Linked DNA regions of Mus musculus: regions 1 and 3 are each linked to region 2. Evidence: chromatin contacts called from public promoter capture Hi-C data. All regions are on one chromosome and are shown on one strand. Each heading gives the region's core, a stretch centred on a gene start, on an enhancer-like site or on the middle of the called end of the contact. The rest is flanking DNA. Distances are from core to core; before and after follow the strand shown. Region 1 holds the start of Etnk1 (ethanolamine kinase 1). Region 2 holds the start of 5330439B14Rik (RIKEN cDNA 5330439B14 gene). Region 3 holds the start of Slco1a4 (solute carrier organic anion transporter family, member 1a4).

The links. Promoter capture Hi-C pulls out the DNA fragments that hold promoters and counts their contacts.
Region 1: a promoter capture Hi-C map of liver shows a contact between it and region 2, with 3 times the contacts expected there. The contact joins the promoter of Etnk1 here to the promoter of 5330439B14Rik in region 2. A contact is called at or near these places in 3 of 39 promoter capture datasets (hippocampal neurons and liver).
Region 3: a promoter capture Hi-C map of embryonic stem cells shows a contact between it and region 2, with 4 times the contacts expected there. The contact joins the promoter of Slco1a4 here to the promoter of 5330439B14Rik in region 2. A contact is called at or near these places in 4 of 39 promoter capture datasets (the 3T3-L1 cell line, embryonic stem cells, liver and 1 more).

Annotation. Positions count from the first base shown.
Region 1 is chr6:143,165,161-143,168,589 of GRCm38.p6, reverse strand. Etnk1 (ethanolamine kinase 1) reads right to left here and starts at 1,360. Exons shown (of 8, transcript NM_029250.2): 1 at 954-1,360. The coding sequence starts at 1,109.
Region 2 is chr6:142,613,201-142,616,282 of GRCm38.p6, reverse strand. 5330439B14Rik (RIKEN cDNA 5330439B14 gene) reads right to left here and starts at 1,688. Exons shown (of 2, transcript NR_037679.1): 1 at 1,353-1,688. Abcc9 (ATP-binding cassette, sub-family C (CFTR/MRP), member 9) reads left to right here. Exons shown (of 40, transcript NM_011511.2): 31 at 1,767-1,869.
Region 3 is chr6:141,854,636-141,858,078 of GRCm38.p6, reverse strand. Slco1a4 (solute carrier organic anion transporter family, member 1a4) reads left to right here and starts at 1,859. Exons shown (of 16, transcript NM_001355577.1): 1 at 1,859-1,955; 2 at 2,790-2,866.

The DNA of each region.
Region 1 (3,429 bases), core at 111-2,610, 550 kb before region 2:
CCAACAGGCACACCTTAAATGTCAAAGTCTTTTGTCTAACAAGTTTCTTCCCCAAAACATATGGGTCGGTCTCTTTCAGCTGCTCAGAACACTTCTAACAAGAATCGAAACTAAAACTCATAAAAGCCCCCAAGTGTCAGGAACTGCTCTGGGGCCTAGACACTACTCATGTTTTAATTATACTAAAAAAAAAATTTAGCAAAAAACTTAAATCAATAAATCCTGTATAAACCCCCAACAATGTATTGGAGTCATCAAAATGACAGACGTCTTGAATAATACAAATTACTGCTCAAATCTAAAACAATCCCAAACCGTTAAAATTTTACTAATTTGGCTTGTTTGCAAGGAAAAAGGAAATTCACCTTAGTAATCCTACAAGCTGTGCACTGAAAAAACTATAACCAATTACACCAGATAAATTGTGGGTATGGTGGATCATAACTTGCAAGTGCCTTTTTTTTTTCCTAATCCTAGCTTTTCGGGGGTAGGGGTATCCTTCTGAGAATTTTTGTCTTTAAAGCCACTGACTCACGAAAATATTCCCAGGCCACTGCTCACTCCAACCCTGAGCATTAATTCTTCTAAGACTTTACAAATTTAGAAACCTTCCAATTCAAGCCTTCCTATAACGCACGGCATAGCGTTCCCTAGCATCCTGGCGTGGGCAGCAGCAGGTCCCCGGTCATTCCGCTTTGGAAAGGAGTTGTTCTCCCGCGGCTCGGAGATGGGGATGTGGGAAGATCTCGGGCTGGATAAGGCAGGGATGGGAGGGAAGCGCAGGGGAGGGAGGGCAGCGGAGAGGACCGCGGGAGGCGGATGGGCTGCGGGGTCTGGGAGGAGAGGCATGACGAGGGCCGCGGCAGCCATCCCCGGGAGCCTCTTCAGGGGCCGGGCAGACGTCGCTGACGCGGCGGCTTCGGGAAGGAAACCCGGTGCCCGTCCGGCCTCACCTGCAGGGTCACCTCCCGGGGGTCCCAGTGCGGCCGCAGGTGCCGCAGCAGGCTCAGGGCGCCGTCGCGGCAGCGCTGCTCCTCCTGGTCCTGCACCGTCACGTCGAGCTTCGGCACCTCGGGCGAGCCGGGCGGGACGTGGATGTAATTGGCCATGGCCCAGGCGACGGCGGACACGACCACGACGACCACGGCGACGGCGACCACGAGCGCGGCGGGCGCCGGCAGGCTGCTGGACCCTTCCGTCCCGGGGCGCCCTCGGCGGAGGGCTGCGGCCGCTCGGACGCACGGGCGGGCGGCGGGGGCAACCGGGCGGCCGGACGGGGTGCGCAGTGCAGAGACGCGGAGGCACGGCCGCTCTCGGGAAGATGCCTCAGTGCGCTAGACCGCGGGCGGCCGCGAAGCATGCCGGGACTGGCCTGACGCTAGCGTCACGCCGGGGGCGGAGCCTCGGCTGCGTCAGGCGGCTGGCGGGGTGGCGAACCCCGCGGCACAATGGGCGGGCCTCGGGGCTCTTGGGGATCGGGGTCTCGGGGAGCGCGCACCGCCAGGCACTCCGCTACTGTGGGGTTGGCTGGGCTCCTGCACCCGAAGGAGTCCGAGCGCGGCCGAGCCCAGCCGGAGCGCTTACGAGCCTTGCCGAACACTGCCGAGCCCTGCCGGAGCACTGTCGAGCTTTGCCGAGCCCTACCGGGGCTCTAACGAGCCTTGCCCGAGCGCTACCGGAGCCCTACCGAATTCTGCCGAGCTCTGCCGGAGCGCTGTCGAGCTCTGCCGAGCCCTTTCGAACTCTACCGATGAGCTGTGGAGTGCTACCCAGCCCTGTCAGGAGTCAAGGAAGCGTCACCTTTCTAGATCACTAGGGTCGTGGGCTCTGCTTACTTAGGGCTGACGTTCTTACGGGACGCAGAAGGCACGTCCTGAAATAACCCTAAATTTAAGCTGTGAGCTTAGCCTGGCCTCAACCGGCCAAGCTGGATTAATTTGCTCGCCTTGTTCCTGAAGCTGTGTGCACAGAACTACATGCTTGCTTGGTTCAGCAACCCAGTTCCCTTTGACGGTACATAGAAATCACAGTATTTGGGGCAAACTTTACGTAAAGTGAGAGTAAACCGGTGACAGTGGTGTGATGACCTATACCTGTCCTAGTTCTCAGGTGCCTAAGGCAGGATTGCCACGAGTTCCAAACCAGCCGGGCTACATAGTGAGTTCCAGGTTTGCCCGGGATATACTTAGTCATCAGCCGACCGATAATAGACGACTGAAACACTCATTTTAAGGGTCAGATAGTTGACGTTGCTGAGAATTATTCAAAGCCGGTTATATAAGGTAGAGACTCGGAGGGAATTGGAAGGAAAGAAAATTAGATCTGTCATGCTAAATCATAGCGCGTCCTGGGACTCGCACGGCTACATGAAACCTCCTGTATCAGAAAGGCTCTGCTCTTTGCTTGTTAGAGAAATACTGGCAACCGGATCATCTACAAGTTTTTGGTCCGCCCTTGTGCTTTCCTTTTATGACGGAGACAATGGAGGTGACTTTCACCTTGACTTCTGGCCTCCCCGGGGCTGAGTACAAGTGAATAACTTGTGAATGATCAAATGTTGTATTACCCATTAGCACACATTTATGTTCTCATTGTTCTGAATGAGGCTACATACCTTTGTAAGTCACAAATAAGTCTGAGATAATGATAAACTTCCTACACTAAAAAGTGGGAAATCCACTCCTGCATTTTTGCAACATTGTAAATTTATTGACCATTTTCCAGACTTGAGTATGTGTTTTTAAAAACCACTATGTAGCCCAGCAGTGGTGGTGAACGCCTTTAATCCCAGCACTTGGGAGGCAGAGGCAGGCATTTCTGAGTTCGAGGCCAGCCTGGTCTACAAAGTGAGTTCCAGGACAGCCAGGGCTACACAGAGAAACCCTGTCTTGAAAAACTCAAAAAAAAAAAAAAAAAAAAAAAAAAAAAACCACTATAGAATGCCCTACTTTCAGTACCCTGAGCGCACCCACACACATACACGCACACACACACACACACACACACACACACACACGGTAAGGGGAGTATTACAGGACACACTAGATTATGTATTCTATCTAATGAGACTAAAATAACAGAACACACTAATACTTCTACGTTTTGAGTAGTATCTCCTTATTAAATCGTTACATTTTTAAGAATTATATGGAATATAACTAAACAACTAACACCAAATTCAATTTAAATTAAAAATAAAATTTTAAGAAAGCATGCAAAAGGTCAGGCACAGGGTAACCCTGGCACTCGGGAGGCACCACAGATGATCATAAGGAACTCAGGAAATACGAGAGCCTGTTTCTAAACAGACAAACAAACAAACAAACAAACATACTAGTTCTTTTTCCTTTTTAAAAAAATAAGAATCTTTGTAGGCATCCCATGGCCGACCTGAAACTTGCCTTGAACTCACAGAGATCTACCTACCTC
Region 2 (3,082 bases), core at 439-2,938:
ACAGTTTGTTCTCACTGTTGCTGTGAATCCTAGGGCCTCAGAGGGCATTCTGTCTTCTAGCTCCTCACTATAGTCACCCCTCCTAAGGTCACGTGGAAGACAGACACGCTCCTTGGACTGTTCAGTCCCAAGCCATGGTGTTGCCATTCTTTGACATAGGTCCCCCTGGACGTGGCATTTAGTTCAAGGCTGCATAACTCAAATTGAAGTAATGGTTTGGCTCTTACTGCTAAACTCTGATCGTTGTAGATCAGACACTGCTGTCTCACCAAATTATCTCTCTGGCTTGGCATACTAGAATGGTCAGATTGATTGGAGAGATACCAAGTATCTGCTTTATATTGGCCTGTATGGACTCTGATGGTGGGCCAAATGTACCCCGCCCAGGACTTCTTCGTTCTTTGATACAAGTGATGAGTTATTTAAAAGTTTTGCAATTTTACTGGAAGATTTTACAGGAATGGGGGGATTCTTTTAGCAAGTAGGGCTCACTAGTGAGTGGGTCAGTAATTCCTTACAAAATGACCTATAGATGGCTTATGTCAGAACAGCTGTGGCCACAGGGAGGAAAGAAGCTAACTCAGCTGGGTATGGCACCAACTTTCAAACCAGTTGCTTGTCAGCTCTGTTTTGTCTATTATTTAAGGAAAGTGATTACAAAGTCAGGATATGTTTGTTACGTAGAAGAGATATGTTTCTTTTTCTTTTTAGTGTGTATGTGTGAAATCATACCCAGGATGTTCAAGTGCTTAAGGGTCTTCTTAACTTTTAAAACAAACTTTCTATGGCATATATTCATTGTACATGGTAGTGCAAGGGGTTGGAAGTATAGGGTGAGACGTGCTCACACAGGACATACGCTTGTTGAAGGTTATTGCTAGTTCTGCTAGTAAAGTAAGCCACACAGAATTGTGTTTGATCATGTTGAGCAACAGGGATGAGCCTAAGTTTCCCATGGACATCTGATGTCTCTCCATCACCACGACTATTAGGGTGAGAAATCTCCCAACCCTAGAGGATGGAGGATTTTCTCTGATGCCACTCAGAGTATTTACAGTGCCTTGTTCACCCTCAAAACCCAGCTTCACCCCTAAAGCTATACCAAGACAATCTTTTCTGTGCTCTGGGAAGCCTGGCTTGACCCTTCCCTCTCCCCACCCTCTGTCTCTATTCAGATCACCCAAAGTAAATCTCCTTCGCTTTCACAGGGTCACTGCAAACAGACCCTGTGCTGTGCCAGCCATCTGTGAGAAGATCCCTCTATCTTCTGCTCCTTGGCACCCTACTTTCTTTCTTTGGTTAAAAAAAAAAAGAGCCAAAGAAAAAGAATATATTTGAAGGGATATATTTACCTGTTGTAAATGTATGGTTTTCTGTCTCCATTGGTTCTCATCCAGCCCAGCTCAACATCATTTGGAAAAATGAAATAAATGCCTCAAACACAGGTAGAACATACTGTGATTTCTGTAGCCCGGATGGCATAGGCCAAGTCTCACAACATTGGATCCATCAATACTGTGGTGACTTTTAATGAAGAGTTGTCATCGCAATGGCTTCTTTTCATAGCTGTAGCATGAAAATGGAGCAAACACTTGCCCTCTTGGACTCTATCCAGAACTCAGCAGAGCAACTCTGGAGTCCACTCGCCTGTCACGCATCCCATCCATGTGTCACTCTGTTACAAACCATTCAGTAGTTAACAGTGACTGGCTTTTTCTAATTCTCCTGTTAGGTGACTAACATTGTGGTGTCTTTGTTTTCTGTAGGCATGAAACCAGATTCAAGCAACGCATGCTGGAGCTGACAGACACGAACAACATTGCCTACTTATTTCTCTCAGCAGCCAACAGATGGCTGGAGGTCAGGACGGTACGTTCATTATGTTCCTTGTGCGATTTCGTAATGGAAACCAAACAGACAGGAGGCTTCGCGTGGAGAGGCAGATGTTTGGTGGAACTAGCCTTCTACGGAGAGTCAGGACCAGGCCTCCATTGACTGGACTTTAAAATAGATCAGGTTTGGTTTTGTTCCAAATGAAATTTATTTTCATGTTGTAGCTAATCACACACACACACACAAAAATGCCCCCAAAGCAAAAATCACTCTGTGTTCTCTATACCCTCCGAACTACCTAAGTTCACAGGATAGTAAATATTTATACAATGCCATTTTTTTTTTGTAAGACAAGTGACCAGGTACACTGATGTCCTTCACTGATCCAGACAAGCTTGTAAGGGAAGGTGGATTTTTTTGTTTTAAGCCAATGGAGGGTTACGTTAGTACAAAACTGTCAGCCACTAAGTCATCTACTGCTGTCTTCTCTCCTGTGTGACACACAGGAATAAGCACAGACTCTGGCACAGTATGGACTTCATGTCCCAGATTAAGTTCTTGCTGTGCCAGATCCCTCTTCACTTATAAAGTAAGAATAAGAACATGTACCTCATGGACGTGTCCCTAAAATAACAATGAAGGCGCCGGAATTGCCCTAGTATGCAAGTCTAGCTTGATTTGTTGCTGTGATAAAATATGCTATCAAAACACAAGTGAGGGAAGAAAGGGGCTTATCTCAGCTTACAATTCCTGCTTAGCCTCCCTCATTGTGGGAAGTCAAGGAAGAAACTTTAAAGAACTAGTCCTATCATAACCACCGTCAAGGGCAGAGGGAGAGAGAGAGAGGGAGAGGGAGAGAGGGGGGGGGGGGCAATACAATCTCACGCACTTGCTTCCTCTACTCTTACACCCCCTGCCTAGGGGGTGGCACTGCCCACAGTGGTATAGGACTTTCTACATCAATTAACTTAATGGACACAGTTTCCCACAGACATGCCCAAGGACTACCCAGTGTAGATAACCCCTCACTGGAACTCTCTAGCCAGGCGACTGTAGGGTTTGTCAAGTTAATCTAAGTCCCTGCTGTAGATTATTTGTATCTCCAACCAGATGCAGATTTAAAAAAAAAAAACAAAACAAACCCATAACCAGAGAAGGTAGATGATATAAGAAGTTTAAAGGGGTCAAAATGAAGACTCCCAAGTTCAAGAGTGGTCATAAAATACATTGATACAGATTGATAGTCTTA
Region 3 (3,443 bases), core at 610-3,109, 760 kb after region 2:
TGTCTTTCCAATGTAGCAGCAATCCTTTAGGAACAAAGATTCTTTTAGACACTTCTTGTATGTTACTCAACTGAAAAGCACACGTCACAGGGGGAGTTCAAAGTATCATTTTGATCAGCAATGCGGTAGCTTATCTCTTTTGGCAAGTAGATTTCTTGGCAGCAAGCCTCCAAACACTTGGTCTTTTCCTTGCGGACAGACTGTGCTCTGTGAAGATCTGATGACTTTCTACAGTGATACCGTAGGGCTGAATTCATGAATCTCACTCAATAAAGAAACCAATGGATGTGATAGCAAACCCTAGTGTTTAGTGTCACTCAGAGATGTGAGTGTAGGAACTGAGAGCTGCAGAAATATGCAAGGATCTGATCTAAGTCAGAGCACTGAGGACTTAAGTCTATTATGCAGGAGCAAATAGCTGCAATTAATTAATGTTGCTTGTGCACCCATTTTATAATAGGAATTAAGCATATTTAATTATGCAGTGAGGATTATAGCTAACTTGATCAGTGTTTATCTGGTCTTCCATCAATTTTCTCCCAGGCTCTCTTCATTCTCTATCTCAGAGACCGACATATAAAGCTTAAGCTTGTTATGTTCTCTGTTCGTCAGACTCTGTTAGATTGTTGTTGCTGGGAAACATTTGTGTGACACTGGAATTGTGGGAAATTATTAAAAAACTGAGCCCATCCTAGCTTCCAATGGTGGCTTTATGTCCTCAGGGACACCAGCCTGAATATCTCAGCTCTTTCTCTTCCTGATACAGCCTTTAACGTATTTTCTCACTCTTCTAAGCCTTTGTGACTTTCCTCACATTAAATATTTCTCCTATCTGTTATGAATTCCATCTCCTTCCTTGTACTTTGAGAAAGATAGATGTTGTTTTCATGTATAGAAAGAGAACTGAGTGGTCTGTCTAAACACACACAGATAGGTTGCAAGTAGATCTTCAAATTTGTGGTAATTTTAAACATGCGTGGTTAAACAATTTTACTGAATCCAAATGAAAGATCAGAATGGTTTTGTCTCTGAAATTGATTGAATGATGGCAATTATTACCACTTAATAATCGAATTCTCCCAATAGCTTCTGAGACCTCTTGAGAACAAGTGCAAACTACTCATTTTCAATTTCCTAACAACTACTATTGTGCTTAGAATTTAGTAGCTTAATAAATACTTGTGTATTAAATGAATATAATCATTGCAAACAGGACTTTGCATTAGAAAGCCTAAAGCTGCCTGGTAAGGCTTAGGTCAAAAATGTGACTCAAGTGTGGAACACTGGCTTCTCCTGCAACTATCTCCTCATTCTCTACATATGATTGCTACTAGAAGTGACAGGCGTGCCATTAACAGCTGGCTCTGCTCAAGGCAGAACTCATATTTTGAATTTCCTCTTCTGCTTCTCAGTTTAGATTTAGAACACATCTAAACTGACAAATTGACTAGATTGCTGGTGAAGAAATGGTCTATATGTGCCAGTATTATTTTGCATGGTAAAACCATATGAATGGGCAATTTTCTTGATATCAGATAAGGTTTCTCAGGTACCTGGAATGTAGAAAATAAAATGTGTGTGTGTGTGTGTGTGTGTGTGTGTGTGTGTGTGTGTGTGTGTGTGTGTACTTCTTAACAAGTGAAATTTAGCATTGTCTCCTTTGGTTTCTGATTGGAAGGAGCTGACCAAAATAAAATCACTTGCTAGGAATTAAACAATTCATTGTATTTCCCTAAGTCCTTTCTTGGCAAATCCTTCCTTGGCTTGGTATTGGTTGAAAGCATTTTAGCTGGACAGCACCCAAGAGGCTGTCTCTCACAGTTAGAGGCAATTTGAGGATTCTGAAAATAAGTGCTTTTCGTAGGACTTTTGCTGCTCTGACTTTCCTTTAGTCTCAGCATGGAGAGGACCGTCTTCTAAGGCTCCTTCATGTGTGGACTTCTCACTTGGCTGTGGTAAAGTTTGTTTCCTTAACTCAATAGTGCAGAGTAAATGAAATGAACAGCACGCATTTTCTGATAGTGAGGGTGTGGATATTGAGTGTGAATGAGCATGCTTATTCACTTAGGGCAAAGTTGTACTTTCCTGTGCCTGCGATGTTATTAAGGACCACCAACCAAAGGGTGACAACTCCTGAGGGTTTCTGCTTAGTGAGTGCAGAGAGTCAGTTCTGCGAGGAAGTCACAGTTCTAGAGTTCTGCTTTCTAGGATGCTCACCTACCTACTGAGAAACGCTACCCTGCATTCTCAAAAGAGTAGAGCCGATAGATGTTCCATCATATATCTTTAATAAATAAAACAAACAATGCAAAATGCTTTATATTTGTGGCCAGTATTTCTCCTGTGGGTGCTAAAGAGGGGAACACATTGCATTGCTGACTGCTTAATTAAAAGTGCAATGCCCTGCTTTCATTAGCATTCATGGTTGATTTGTGTTTATCTGTGATACTGTGTGATCCTGGGAACAGGAGTCATTGTTTAAACAACCCTGTGCTAACCAAGGACACTGTTCATGTAGTTATCTGACTCTGTTCACATTTCTCCTTTAGGATCAAAGAGCTCTACAGGGGAATATGGCATGATGCAGTATTGAGTTACACAGGCTTCGTTGAGTCAATGAAACAGACGATTCTTTGCCTTTTTTCCCTCTATAGACATATTTAAAATGCATCTGAAAATATAATTTTTTCAGAGAAAAGGTTGGCACATTAGAAGAAAGTGCAGGATAATTTACTAACATTAAATCCGTTTTCAAGTGCCTGGCTTTGTATGATTTATTTATATTACAGATTCTTGTTTGTAAAACTTCTGAGACAACAAGACTGTTTTGAAAGGAATCTTCAAGGTGGCGATAGAAACTAACCAGGTAATGATTTAGTACTCGTAGAAAAATTACCCTGTAATCTTCTAGGGACTAGACCCACTTTCTCTTGTCCAAAAAATGAAAATGGATATTTAGAATAGTTATATTTTAAGCTACTAAAGAAAGTGAAGATAGCTTTGACATGGGAGAGGAGTAAGTTTGCTCTTACTGATGAGTAGGGTGACTAGCCTGGGCTCAGGAGAAACAGCATAAAGGCTGATGAAAAGTTGCTCTATGGATGACAAAATGAGGCAGGTGTGGAGAGTTGAGAGTGTAATATTTCAGCTATATTCAAAGTAGATTTGGATCATGACTTTGCTCTCTAATGGAAACCTTCCCCTTTCTAACATTCTTTTCAAAATAAGTATCAGCTCCTCTCAGGAAGTTAAGTGGACTTGAAGTTTTATGTGGGAGCCTTAAGTCTGGGGGCTTCATTCAAGTGTGTGCTCAGGACTGCCAAGATAGCCTCTCTAATTTTCATCTTTATATTGTGAATTTTCAACCCTATTAACACAAGAAGTAAGTTGAACCTCAGCCTACATGGCCTGATTCAATGACAGTGTATGTTCATTTATTTGTT